2 separate regions of the Mus musculus genome follow, and region 1 is linked to region 2. The links are chromatin contacts, called in public Hi-C maps. All regions are on one chromosome and are shown on one strand. Each heading gives the region's core, a stretch centred on a gene start, on an enhancer-like site or on the middle of the called end of the contact. The rest is flanking DNA. Distances are from core to core; before and after follow the strand shown.

Evidence for each region. A called contact is a pair of places that touch in the nucleus more often than the background predicts.
Region 1: a Hi-C map of uterus shows a contact between it and region 2, with 24 times the contacts expected there. The contact joins the promoter of Gskip here to the promoter of Ptpn21 in region 2. A contact is called at or near these places in 1 of 39 promoter capture datasets (pre-B cells) and 5 of 484 Hi-C or Micro-C datasets (muscle stem cells, natural killer cells, rod photoreceptor and 1 more).

Annotation. Positions count from the first base shown.
Region 1 is chr12:105,682,998-105,689,614 of GRCm38.p6, forward strand. Gskip (GSK3B interacting protein) reads left to right here and starts at 2,355. Exons shown (of 3, transcript NM_178613.3): 1 at 2,355-2,461. The coding sequence starts at 2,448. It overlaps Atg2b (autophagy related 2B), which reads right to left and starts at 2,244. Exons shown (of 42, transcript NM_029654.4): 1 at 1,672-2,244. The coding sequence starts at 1,833.
Region 2 is chr12:98,733,393-98,739,309 of GRCm38.p6, forward strand. Ptpn21 (protein tyrosine phosphatase, non-receptor type 21) reads right to left here and starts at 4,013. Exons shown (of 19, transcript NM_001146199.1): 1 at 3,973-4,013; 2 at 82-442. The coding sequence starts at 261.

The DNA of each region.
Region 1 (6,617 bases), core at 1,105-3,604, 6.9 Mb after region 2:
GAGGCACAGGCCTGCGGATCTCTGAGTTCAAGGCCAGCCTGATCTACAGAGTGAGTTCCAGGACAGCCAGGGCTACACAGAGAAACCCTGTCTCAAAAACAAACAAACAAACAAAAACAAAAAACACAAAAGCAAGCAAGCCTGCACTTGGCGTCGAATTTGGATTCTTGCTGTAATACTTGTAACTGTGGCACAGGACAAAGTATTAAATGCCATTTATAAAACAAATAATAATGTCCACCTGCTAGTTTCGGTGTCTCTTCAAAGAGTACTGCACTGCACACCAAAGCATCCATCAACATTCCCACCCTCAAGACTCCTTAGTCAGCTTTCAGCAGTGACGAGACACCAAAAACATCTACCCTGAGGATGTCAGGTCCTCTTGATCTCTTCAGCCCCTGCCCATTTTCCAGCCTCGGAATAAGACAGTTTGGCCACAGAAAAGAAAAATGTAGCCCATTCAAACTGTACTGGAGAGGCTAAGGTGAGAGCTTTGTCATGAGTTCCAGGCTACCCTGGGCTACACGACAAGTGTCTGGGCAGCTAGGACTACATAATAAACCTGGCCAAAAAAAAAAAAAAAAAAAAAAAAAAATCCCGTTTGCTGATAGGAAAGAACAGCAGCTCTCCCGAGGCATGGACTCTACTGTCCTTTTATGATAACTGAACTTGGGTTAACTACTATACCTGTCTTTCGGCAGACTGTGAAAGCCTAGGACTATTTTGGTATAAGGCAGGTCTTTCTGTTACTCAAACTAGAGCTGTCTAAACTAACTTGTGTGTGCTCTCTGGTTTAAGTCACCTAGTTTCGTTACAATTACCTTGTGTCATACCTCTTAATACAAGTTGTCAAGGAATTTCCATAATTTAAGCTTTTCGAAAAAAGAGTAGACTCGACAAACCCAAGGCCTTAAGTAAAATAGTAGGCATTTTAGCCCACTGATGCAAATACAACTGCTTCTGGCGAACTGAATATACTCAAAGTTCAGGTGAAGTCAACTCACAGCCTCTAGGAGGAAACAGGTTCTTTAAAAAAAGGCTGACGCTGCGGCTTCGGCTCCCGAGCTTTTGCAACATTTGCGTTTACGACCTGTCGATCTATCACGTGAAGCAAAAGGGCAAATCTAAACAGCACTACTGGGGCCATTCACAACCTCACGCAAGCAGAGCAGGCAAACTGGCAAGAGGGGCCTTCGCCTAACTTTCTTTCAGTGAATGAAGACAACCAACCCAGCAAACGCAAATATACCAGCATCCAGACCAAAATAAATAACTGGGGATTTCTGTCACCTCCTCTTCATCTTTAATTTTTCTTAACGTCATCCACAGAAATAGGGTTTGTTTGCCTAGGAACACCGCAGACACTCGCAGCCCAAGAGGCAAGGGTGGCCACGTACTTTCCTGGGCCTGCCTCACAAGCGCCCCCCCCCCCCCCCAACCAATGACTCGATTGTTTCGCCCCGTGTGTGCCTCCATTACACCGTTTAAGCCGGAGCACGTGATCTAGGAGCGCAAACTTGCTACACTTTACACACTTCCCTGAGCCGGGCCACACTTGAATCTAAACAATTCCCAAAGGAGAACCGAACGTGCCCGATGCTGGATGACAGTCGCTCAGGTCTCGCCCTGGGGAGAGCCAGTTCCTACCCCTGCTGGCTGACAGCAGCTTACCCATTTGTCCAAGGGGACCTGGGCAAGGGACCCGGTGCCCTGGTACAGATCCAGGCTCAGCTGCTCCAGGCTCAGCTTCTCCTGCAGGAAGTGGCCCAGGTACCTCTGTAGGAGGTAGCGACAGGCCCTCTTCTTGATGGATTCTGAAAATGGCCAAGGCATGGTGAGGGCTGGCGGCTCGAGGGAGCCGGGGCTGCACGCGGCGGCGACTCGGGGGATCCGACCTGGGCTCCAGGCAGCGGCAGCGCCTCAGGGTCGGCCCGGCGGCGTCCCCAAGCCGCGGTGGGGATCTAGGTTCGCGGTGGCCGCTGCATGTCGGTTCGGCGCCGCCGTCCCTCAGGGCAACCCCATGGCCCGCGTCGCGACGCTCGCACTAGGCCCGGCGGGGACTGGGCGCTGAGCAGAACCGGGCGCCCCAAGCCGGGAGCTTCCGAAGCGCTCCGTCGGTAGGGAGACAGAGGGACAGACAGAGAGGGCTGGCGGCTGAGGCGAGACAAGACTCCGACGCGGCGCGACTAATTTGTTGTCATCTACTGGGCGCGCTCCCGCCTGAGACACGCTCCTGGCGCGTTCGCGAGACCCAGACTCCCGGCACGTACTCGAGCAACGGGCACAAGCGGAAGTGACGCCATATTGCGGGGCTGGAAAGGCAGGAAAAAAAGAGTCCGGGCCGGAGCATTTCCGGTGGTGAATGGGCGGGGCAACTGCGGGGGCGGGGGTGGTGCCGGCGCCGCGATCCTGGCCCCAGCAGTCTCCGGACGAGGAAGGATAAGAACATGGGCGCTCGCAGGTGAGTGGGCGGGCTGGCTGCGGCCCGTGGAGCCTCACCTTGCAGTCGCGGCCGGGTGGTGGGCGCCGGCGGACGCCCGGACTAGGGCTGACGGAGGTCTGGGGGCGGGTCCGGCCTGGGCTGTCCTGCGGGAAGTGATGCGGGGATGCAGGGCGAGGACTGGAGACCCGGCGTTTCTGTCCGGGTTCTGACCGATGCCTATTGTCATCAGGTTGCCCCCCCCCCCACCCCCTTGCCGGCTTTGTTTGCAAAGCATCTAGTAGTTTGCCGTTTGCAGAGCGCCACGCCGACGACCAGGAAACTTGGGATCGGGGCGATTGCGGGCAGTACGGTTTCCTCTGTTAAATCCTGGCGCTTCCCGACCCGCTGAGGGGCTGCTGCCTCCTGGAAGACTTTGTGCTCTCCGCAGGCTCTGCGCAGCCCGATTTTTATCTTTTAGGGAGACAGTCTGTGAAGAGGCGCAGCTGGCTCCTTAGGAGGGCAGCCCCTAAAGGCCCGGAAGTCTGCTGTCCTGGGTTAGATTCCTGACACTTGACACTGGGCCACCTTGAACCTATGCTACCCTCTCTGAGCCTACATTGCCACCTCAGCCAGGTGTGAGCAGATTAATATCATAAACTCGAAAATTGAGGCAAATGAAATGACGTGTGCCGGGAAGGAACCTAAACCGAGTCCTGGATTGAGGAGACCGAATTAAGGAATTCTGGCCCGTGAATGGGGCATCCTCAAAATGGGTTCTTTTGGTTTAGTTGGATTGGGTTTTGAGACAGTCTCTCACTGGGTAGGTAGTTGAGGTTGACTTTGAACTTATGTGGCCCAGACTGCCCTAGAAATTAGGGTCTCCCAAATGCTGAAATGTCAGGCTTGCACCACCACACACCATTCGGAGTCTTTATGTGCTTTGTAAGAAAGGGCCTCTTATTTTTAAAAGATGATATTTTAGTTGGAGACTTGGAGGTAGAAAGATACATGAACGTCTGAGTTATTTTTCAGATAAGAACACCACCTGCAAGGCTTACCACATGCGTAATGCTTGGTAAGTACCAGGAATTTGAGGAGGGAAGACAGGAAGGAGTGTAGCCATCGCAAGGAATGATGGAACTTTTGCTCTGGGTGAAATAAAAAGAAATGCTACATAATCTGGCCTAAGACTGCTAACTACAGTGTTGCTAATAGTGGAATGTTGGGCTTAGAAGACCAAAGGTGAAAACAGCCAGGGCAGTGCTGAAGGACAGAGCAGTAATCCAAATTCTGTGGTTTGGCCTGGAGGAAAGCCCTGAAGACTAGAACCGGTTGGGTCTAGGCATATTTTGACACTAATAAGACATGCTTACCCGGCATCAGGTACACAGTTTTATCCCAGCACTAGAGAAACAGATGCAGATGGCTCTCTCCTTAAGTTGAAGGCCAGCCTGGTCTACATGGGGAGACCCTGGCTCAAAGAGACTCTGAACCTTACAAGTAAATAATGACAGTACTCTCTGTACTATAAACAGAGCTGGGTGGGAAGTCCCAGCAGGACCTTGTGTATCAGGCTTTAGGAGGTTTGAACTGGACTTTAGGCTCTGTTTGGTGACTGCTTGATATGGTTTCCTGAACACAGTATAAAATAGCACAAGCTGTCCAGAGGATGCCTGCATCTCCAGATACCGAAGGAAGAAAGTGAGACTCCCACAAAGCAAGCGTACTGCACCAAAAGTGTTAAGGGTGTTGCCTTGAACACTTATACTTTCTAGGAGAAATTTAGCATAGTTAAGAGTTGAGAACTGTCATCACACCTTTAGCGGAAGTGGGATTCAAACTCCCAAGTCACAGGGCTCTTTTAATGTTTATAAAAGGCGGGTTCCTAATGCAGAATGCTGGCACCTTAGCATTAATTGAATAAGATGAAGATAATTACCCAACCAAGTACAGTCAACTTTGTAAAAATTATAAAGGAATTCCCAGTGGCAGCTTGGTATATCCCAGAAACCAAGGACGTTGAGTCAAAATAATAATCCTAAACAGGAATTCCCACAGTCCATTGTGATCGTGTTGATTGTATTGAAGACTTAGCTGGGAGGGGCCGGTGGAGCACACCTGTAATCCCAGCACGTGGGAAGTCAAAGTGCAAGGATCAAGAGCTCCAGGTCATCCCTGGTTACAGATCAGGTTTGAAGCCTGGCTGGGTTGCCCTGATCCTGTCTCAACAGCAAAAGACCACATTCCAATGACATGGCTCAGCAGACAAAGTCACTGCTGCCTTGCCTGATAACCTGAGTTCAGTTCCCCAGGACCCACATGATAGGAGAGAGCCAAGCTCCCCCAGTTGTCCTCTGACCTCTGCATGAACACCATGGCATGTGCACACACACACACACACACACACACACACGTATATAGACGTAATATATATATATATATATGATTTCAAAAAGAGTCGTACATTGAGAACAGGAGCACAGTGTCGAGGCTGCCACGCCCCAGCAGAGGCCATCACTGCACCTGTGCACCTCTTAGGGTCTGGAGCTGCCTTTCTCCTTTGAAGGGATTTTCAAGCATGATGGGCCCAGCTTTCGGGAGGCAGAGGCACGAGGATGGCTCATTCAAGGAAGGCTACCCTCAGCTACATAATGAGACTTAATAAAGAAACAAGACAAAAGGGGGTTAGGGGACTGGAGAGATGGCTCAGTGGTTAAGAAAAGCACTGACTCCTCTTCTGACGGTCCTGAGTTCAAATCCCAGCAACCACATGGTGGCTCACAACCATCTGTAATGAGATCTGACGCCCTCTTCTGGTGTGTCTGAAGATAACTACAGTATACTTACATATAATAAAAAGAAAGAAGACCAAGGGGACTGAAGATCTGTCTCAGTGGTTAAGAGTACTTGCTGATCTCCAAAGAACCCAGATTAATCCATCGCTGCATCTGTGTCAGGTGGCTCAGATGGTTGTAACACCTGTTCCAGAGGTTCTGGCCTCTGGATTCAGAGGGCACCAGTACTTACATGCACATACCCACACACAAACACATATACACAAATAATTTAAAATAATAAAAGTAAACTTTGAGAACAAATAAGGCCGCACACCTTGCTTCATTGCACCCCATAGGCAGAGACTGGCTCGTTCTATATCATGAGTACCAGGCTAGCCAGGCTACATAATGAGATCAAAATGAACAACAAAACCTGAATATGGGGCTAGAGAGATAGCTCAGAGGTTAAGAACCACTGGCTGCTCTTCTAGAGGACCCAGGACTCAGCCTCCATTTGGCATTTCACAACATTCACATTTCACAACAGTCTGTAACTCGAGTCTGCAGGAATCCAACACCCTCTTCTGGCCTCTTCAGGAACATATGTGATAAACAGACATACATACAAGCAAGGCACCCGTATACATTAAGTAAATAAATTTCTTTTTAGTTTTTTTTTTTTTTTTTTTTTTTTTTTGGGGTTTTTTGGTTTTTCGAGACAGGGTTTCTCTGTATAGCCCTGGCTGTCCTGGAGCTCACTTTGTAGACCAGGCTGGCCTCGAACTCAGAAATCCGCCTGCCTCTGCCTCCCTAGTGCTGGGATTAAAGGCGTGCGCCACCACGCCCGGCTTCTTTTTAGTTTTTAAAAAACAAATTTATAGTGTGTGTGTGTGTGTGTGTGTGTGTGTGTGTGTGTGTGTGTCTCAAGCCTGGGACCTCATGCATACATTCAACACTTTGAGCTATATGCCCATCCCTAGGAACGTTTTGTTTTGTTTTGATACATTCTCATCACTATGGTTGATCTAGTGCTTGCAATGGGGCTCTAACTCTCCATGTGCCTTGTGCCTCTGAGTGCTAGGTTTATGAGCAGGTGCCCCAGTGCACCTGGCCCCAACATAGTTCTTGAACTTGCTAAACACTCTGCTCTGTTTACCCTGTCTAGGCCTGTCAGCACTAACAATAGCTTCACATGAGATAGAAGGAATGGGGACCATCTTGTCTGGGTCCCAGAGCACCCAACAGAGGTTCCTACCCGACTGGACTTCAGGAGAGCCCACTGAGCACTGCACACTGCCACTGGCGCGTGTTGAGAGAATTTTTCCAGATTTCTGTGTAAGATGAGCACAGGAGGCATTGAGCTACACCATCCCGGTGGCTGCCTGACAGTTGTGGTGTCGACTAAAAGGCCACACTTG
Region 2 (5,917 bases), core at 2,763-5,262:
CAGGTAGACTAGGTAGGATACACAGCCTCCATGAGGTAAGGAGTGAAGAAAAAAAGACCTGCAGCCTCCTTTGCAGCTTACCTCTCTCAGCTCCAGGCGCTGGGCCACAGCTTCTAGGCTCTCCTGGCCAGTGCTCTCCACAGACAGAGTGAACTCCACAAACTCATTATTGAGCAGCTGGATCCGGGCAACCAGGCAGCTCTTGCTGGACACAGTGTAGCGTCGGGTGCGTTTCAATTTCAATCCAAATGGCAGTGGCATCTTCTCCCTTCAACAGAGGAAGGGCCAGGAAGGACCAATCCAGCAGTGATGGCGCCAAGCAAAAGCAACCCTCCCGTCAAAACAAACTCTTAGTCTCTAGTTGTTCACCCAACAGCCGCTGCTGCCATTAAAAAGCAACCGAGTCTCCAAAGACCAGGCGATGGCAGCATCCACGCCAGCGCTGAGGAAAGAGGAAAATAAAAATAGGTGGAACTGAGTATAAAGAATTACGTTTGCCTTTGCTGGAGTAAGAGGGCTCTAACAGGAGCAGGGAGGTGGCAGGAAAGTTTATCACGCGGGCTGGGGGTGGGGCCGAGGGTCGGACCCCACCCCTTATTCTACCTCACCACTAGTGATTGCAGCCCTGGCTTGTGAAGAATTAAATGATAATGCCCAGTACGTCTATAACTAACTACAATACTGGTCATCTTGCTAGTTTGAAGGTATGGTTTTGTTTTTGTTTTTTTCATCGATAACTCTTTTTTAGTTTCTCAATACTCCGGTGTCTTCAGTTCCTGTGTTTGTCATGTGCACAGCAAGAGAACCAGTCCTTCAGGCAAATTAACTCTGAACTCCAAATAATCCCCTCTACCTAACATATGGCCACTGCGAGACTCAACGGAGATGAAGTGCTCAACAAGCGTTTCTATTAGTCCCTCCTGGTTCATTATTAACATCACCACACAGATCTGTGAATAAACAAGTTATAAGCACCCTACTGATGCTAGTTCTCGAACCATACAATAGCAGTTCTAAAAAGCGTGCTCTCAACTCCTCTCCTGAACAGGGACACCTAAGGAAGCTGTGGGCGCTCACCTACAGAAAAGGGCGAGGCCTTAAACACCATCCTGGTTAAAGAGGACAGGTAAAGCTGGGCAAGCCCATGAAGTCAAGGGCAGCGGGGGGCCGCCGTTCACGCTTCTCCGAGTCCCCTCCTCTAGGAGAAAAGCACAAATGGGGTTGCCTGGCCAACAGGGAATGTCAGAAGCCCCGGAACCCTCCGCCTGCGGCCGCGGACGTTTCCGGGCGGACGTGCTCGGAAAGGACCGGCCCCTGTGATCGGAGGAGGGTGGATTTAAAGGGGCCGGCGTTAGCCCTACAGGCAGGGAGAGATTGGGCGCGCATTTTGAGGCCGTATCCACATAACAGCTCCCCCCAAAACACATTATTTTTTTAACCATGCTTATTGATAGTAACTTCTGTGGTGAATGAACAGGGGGCGAGCAACAACTTGGGATGTATGTCAACTAGAAATGTTTTCTCCTTAACAATTTTACAAAGATCTCAGCTATTTCCATTCCTCACACTGCCTCCACTCTCACCTCCGCCCCTTCCTCCGAGGATAAATTGTTTAGTAAGGCTGGATCCTAGCCGATTACCTATTTGGGTGCGAGATTGCGCGATGGGAGAATCCGTCCATAAGCCTCACAGGACAAACCGAACGCAGGCCTCGGCAGAAACAGCTTTCTCGGTTTCACGCTAATAAGGACCTAACTATTTTGTATCTCCCTGGTCTTCTTCATCGCTCCTTTCTGTCCTGCTCACCGTCTGAGACTCAGCCACAGAGGTCATCAGCACCCCAGCCTGTGGAATGGCTGAGCTAGAAAATGAGATTTAGCTATGACCCTAGATTGCCAAACGTAACGTCTTGGGATTCCATTCCACAAATGTGCTCTGCCTCTCTGAGCACAAGGCAGCGCAATGAGCATCTTGAGGAAATCTAAGACGAACCCTAAGCCGTCTCTGTCCTTAAGGAGATTGCAGGCTTCTATAATTATATTCAGAGCTGTATCACTAGTAGGGACATGGTCAAGGTTCCTAAAATTTTTGTTTGTTTGGCTCTTTGGAGCTCTCTAGTGAGAGCTCCCCCTTCTTTCCAGAAAGACAAGTTTTAAAAACTTGGGGTTGAAGAAGGCCAGGGAACAAAAGGGGAACCTACAGCAGTATGTTAGTAACTGCTGACTGCCTTACTTGGGTAAAAGCACTATTCCATAGACGGAATTGGAGGCGGGCGGGTGTGTGTGTGTGCTATAATAAGATAAAGTCTCTGTCTGCAATATTTTTCAATATTCTTTGCTGTTTCCAGAGTATGAACAATGGAGCAAAAATGAAAAAAAAAATCAAGAAAATGAAAATACTTTTAAAAAGTTAAACAAGCTTTTACCTAGGAGATACACTAATTGTGCTTCTCTAAACCTAAACAACAACGAAAGTGTAGTGTGCAAAGTATTATCTCATAAGTTGTAGATTTCAGTCTTCAAATTGTGGCAACTAAAACATTAACGTATATTTTTAAAAGTTTCATGCGTCCAAAGGGAAGACATCTGATTTATATACTGTCAAATGTGCTAGTGTCTCCACTCTAAAGATGGAACTATGCCCTTAACACAGTATACTACACTATATAGCTTAATTATTAAGTTCTGAATAGACAAACTCAAATTTCCAGTTGTCGCTGAGATTTGGAATGTTTTACAGCACTGGGGAGGAGGAAAAACCAATGTTTTCTCTTTTTATTTGGGCAACTGTTATCATTTGATTGTTAAATTTCTATGCATCTTCTCCTAAGAATGTCTGGTTTCTTGATTATTCATATAAAACCTACTGTGGAAAAACTGCTTAGTAACTTAAAATTTTATGTTTGATTAATATATCTTGATGATGCCATAACTTATGTTTCAATATTACAGCCAAGAGGTAGAAACTTAAGATACTCTGGAGAGGGTTGGTATAGGTGCCAACTACTAAATGAAATAGACTATATATAGCCTTTAAAAGAGAAAATCAGGCTAATTTCTCTATAAAATCATCCCATTATAGAATAAGAAAAGATGCATATTTAAATCCTGCTTCACGGGTTTACAGAAGATGCTCTGCACTGTTAGCGAGTCCATTTCTCATTTTTCTTAGCCATACCCCCTTCTAGAGGTTTCTCAAATTTACTTTAACTCTGAGTCTCACCAGAGACTTTAACTCGAGTCACACCTCAAGTCAGTCACCACATGTTCATGGAACTTTGCCACTATTCCTTTAACGTTAAATATTCACTAAAAAAGAGAGCCTAACATTTTTAGAACGCCTATATCTTAGTGCCTTAAATCAATCCTGTTTCTCACAGAACATTTGTGCATATAACCAAATGGCCTACAAACAAAACAACTATTTCCAGTGTGGAACTGTTGTCTTGTCCAAAACTTAAAAAGAAAGAGAAAAGAAAACATGGGTCAGTAACTATTAGACATACTGCAGTGGTTCCTTGGAGCTCATAAAGATTCAGAAGGTTTTTACTAACATTCTTTATAATCATAAGGCTTTCTCGGCCGCGGCGGCTGGGGATAGGACAAGCATGCTCAGAGCAGCCAATCTAAACAGGGTTTACAGAAATCACAAGTCGGAATTTGCAGATCCAAGAATTCTTCCTCCAGGAGTAAAGACGCTTTGCTCCAAAACCGAAACAAGGAGTTGCCAAACAGACTTTCCTTTATGCCCCTTGTTGCCAAAGTTATACGGCAACCTTCATACTCCACATATTCCGAGAGTCACAAATATGCCCAAGATTTCAAACCCCGATCCAGAACTAAGCCTCAACTATCCGCGGAGGAGTCCGGAATAGAAGTTCCAGACTCTTTTTAGAAATGACTAGGAGATCAGAGCGAGCAAGGGAAGACTTCGCTCTTTGTTACGCCCCTGCCCGAGTCCCCCGCGCCTCACCTGCTCCGGCTCCCGCCGGGTCGGGGCCGCGCTCCGGCTCTGCGTCCCGCCTCCCTGGGCTCCGCGCCTTCGCAGCCGCCGCAGCCTCTGCTGCTCGGTCGCCCGCGCCCCAGGCCCGCGCGCCGACCGCACGCCTTGCCCGCACTGGCCGGGCCGCGGCGGCACTCTCTGGGGGAGCTCGGGGGCCGGGGCCGGAGCTGCGGGGCCCGCGTCCCTCCCCTAGGGCCGGGCGCGCGGATCCGGGGAGGCGGCGGCGCGTGACCTCAGAGAGTTGGAATGCGGGCGGCAGGGCGCGGGGGAGGCCGGACAGCTGCGGCCGGCCACCGGGGAGGGGGCGCGCCGCTGCTGTTTTTAACCGTGTGACCAGTTATTTTAAGTTTCCAAATAAAGCAGAGCTTTGAAGAAGAAGAAAAAAGGGAGGTGAAGAGGAGGTTATTTTGAGTCCAGGTAGAAAGGGCTTGGTTGCATTATTAGGTGGTGGTCTGTAAAGAAACTGGGGTTGTTGGAGTACTCTTGAACATTGCTGAAGACAGTTCAAGACTTTCTACACGCCCCCTACCCTACCCGCTTTAAGTGCCTGCTCCTCCCATCAAGCACACACTGCTCCTCTGTAGGAACTCTGAACTTGGAGAGAAGTGGAAAGCTGACCCAAATGGGCAGCAGGCTGGAGGTGCTGCTCCCCAGAATCCACTAGGGAGCAGAGGGATAAGAGTTCTAGAAATAAGGAAGCCCAGGGAAGCCACTCTAGATCTCCCCTTTATGTGTAATAGCTTAGCTTTACCTTGGAGAACCACTGGGAAGGACTACTGCCAAGGAGTAACCATGGAAGTAGCTCAGAGAGAACTGAGAGGAGCTGCCCTCAGCGGGACTCCAGTGCTTATTATTATACTGTATTCTTGCTAAACCACACCGCGAGCACCTGGCTTCATCTCCTCAGAGTTCTTCCTCTTCGCACTACTCCCATGGTTACTCTCCCTCGGGTTTGTCAGTCCTTCCCAGTGTTCGCCCAAGGTGAAGTTCAGCTACTAGACCTCTATGTGTGGTCTAGAGTGCGTCCTTGGCCACTCTAATTACCTTCTCTCCAGCATGCCCACTGTCCCCAACAAAGAGGGGGCAGCGCCACCAGACCCCTTTCCATTTATGTCAACCCTCCACGCCTCTCCGACTCAATTTAGGGCTCTACTTCCAAGATTAAAAAAAAGTTCTAGCCACGCCGTGGCTGCCGCACTTGGCAGGAATATTATAAATTGTTTCGTAGAGGCTTCATTTATACCTCTTAGAATTCCGAGGGCAGTTCTGGGCAGACAGTAGGCACTAAATAAAAACGTGTTAATTGAATCGGGAAGAAAATGAAAGAAATTTAAAAATAGAAAATGATCCTAAAACCCAAGTGGTGCTTTAGACAACCAAGTTGAACTTCTTCACAGTCTACAGATGTCATTTACCAACCATGCACTTAAGCTCTGTTTCCCTCAGTCATGTGAATTTGGCAGAAACATCCCCATGGCAAGGCATGAGGACACATTATTAGGCATAAGTTACTGGTGAATATTTCCTACAAAAGGGGGTGAGGCGATTTATATGGCTTAACCCCAACATTTACAACATGATTGTTAAGTGAAAGTCTTCCCACTCTGCCTGCCAGACACCCAGCTTTTCTGGAGAGAGCTATTTGATTCCTATGTATTCTTAGAGAGATACAGACTATTATGCACATACGTGCACAGTGCACATGTCTACATCTTATTGCCCAGAAAGTGGCACGTCATACACACTTCTACAATTGAAGGCAATTCTAATTAAGTTATACAAATACAATTTAGAAAGAGTGCTAGAGAGATGACTCAGCAGGGAAGGGGAAGGGTTATTCTAGCAGAGGACCTGTGTTCAGTTCCTAGCTCCCATTTTAGGTGGCTCACAAACACAGTAACGCCAGCTCCAACGG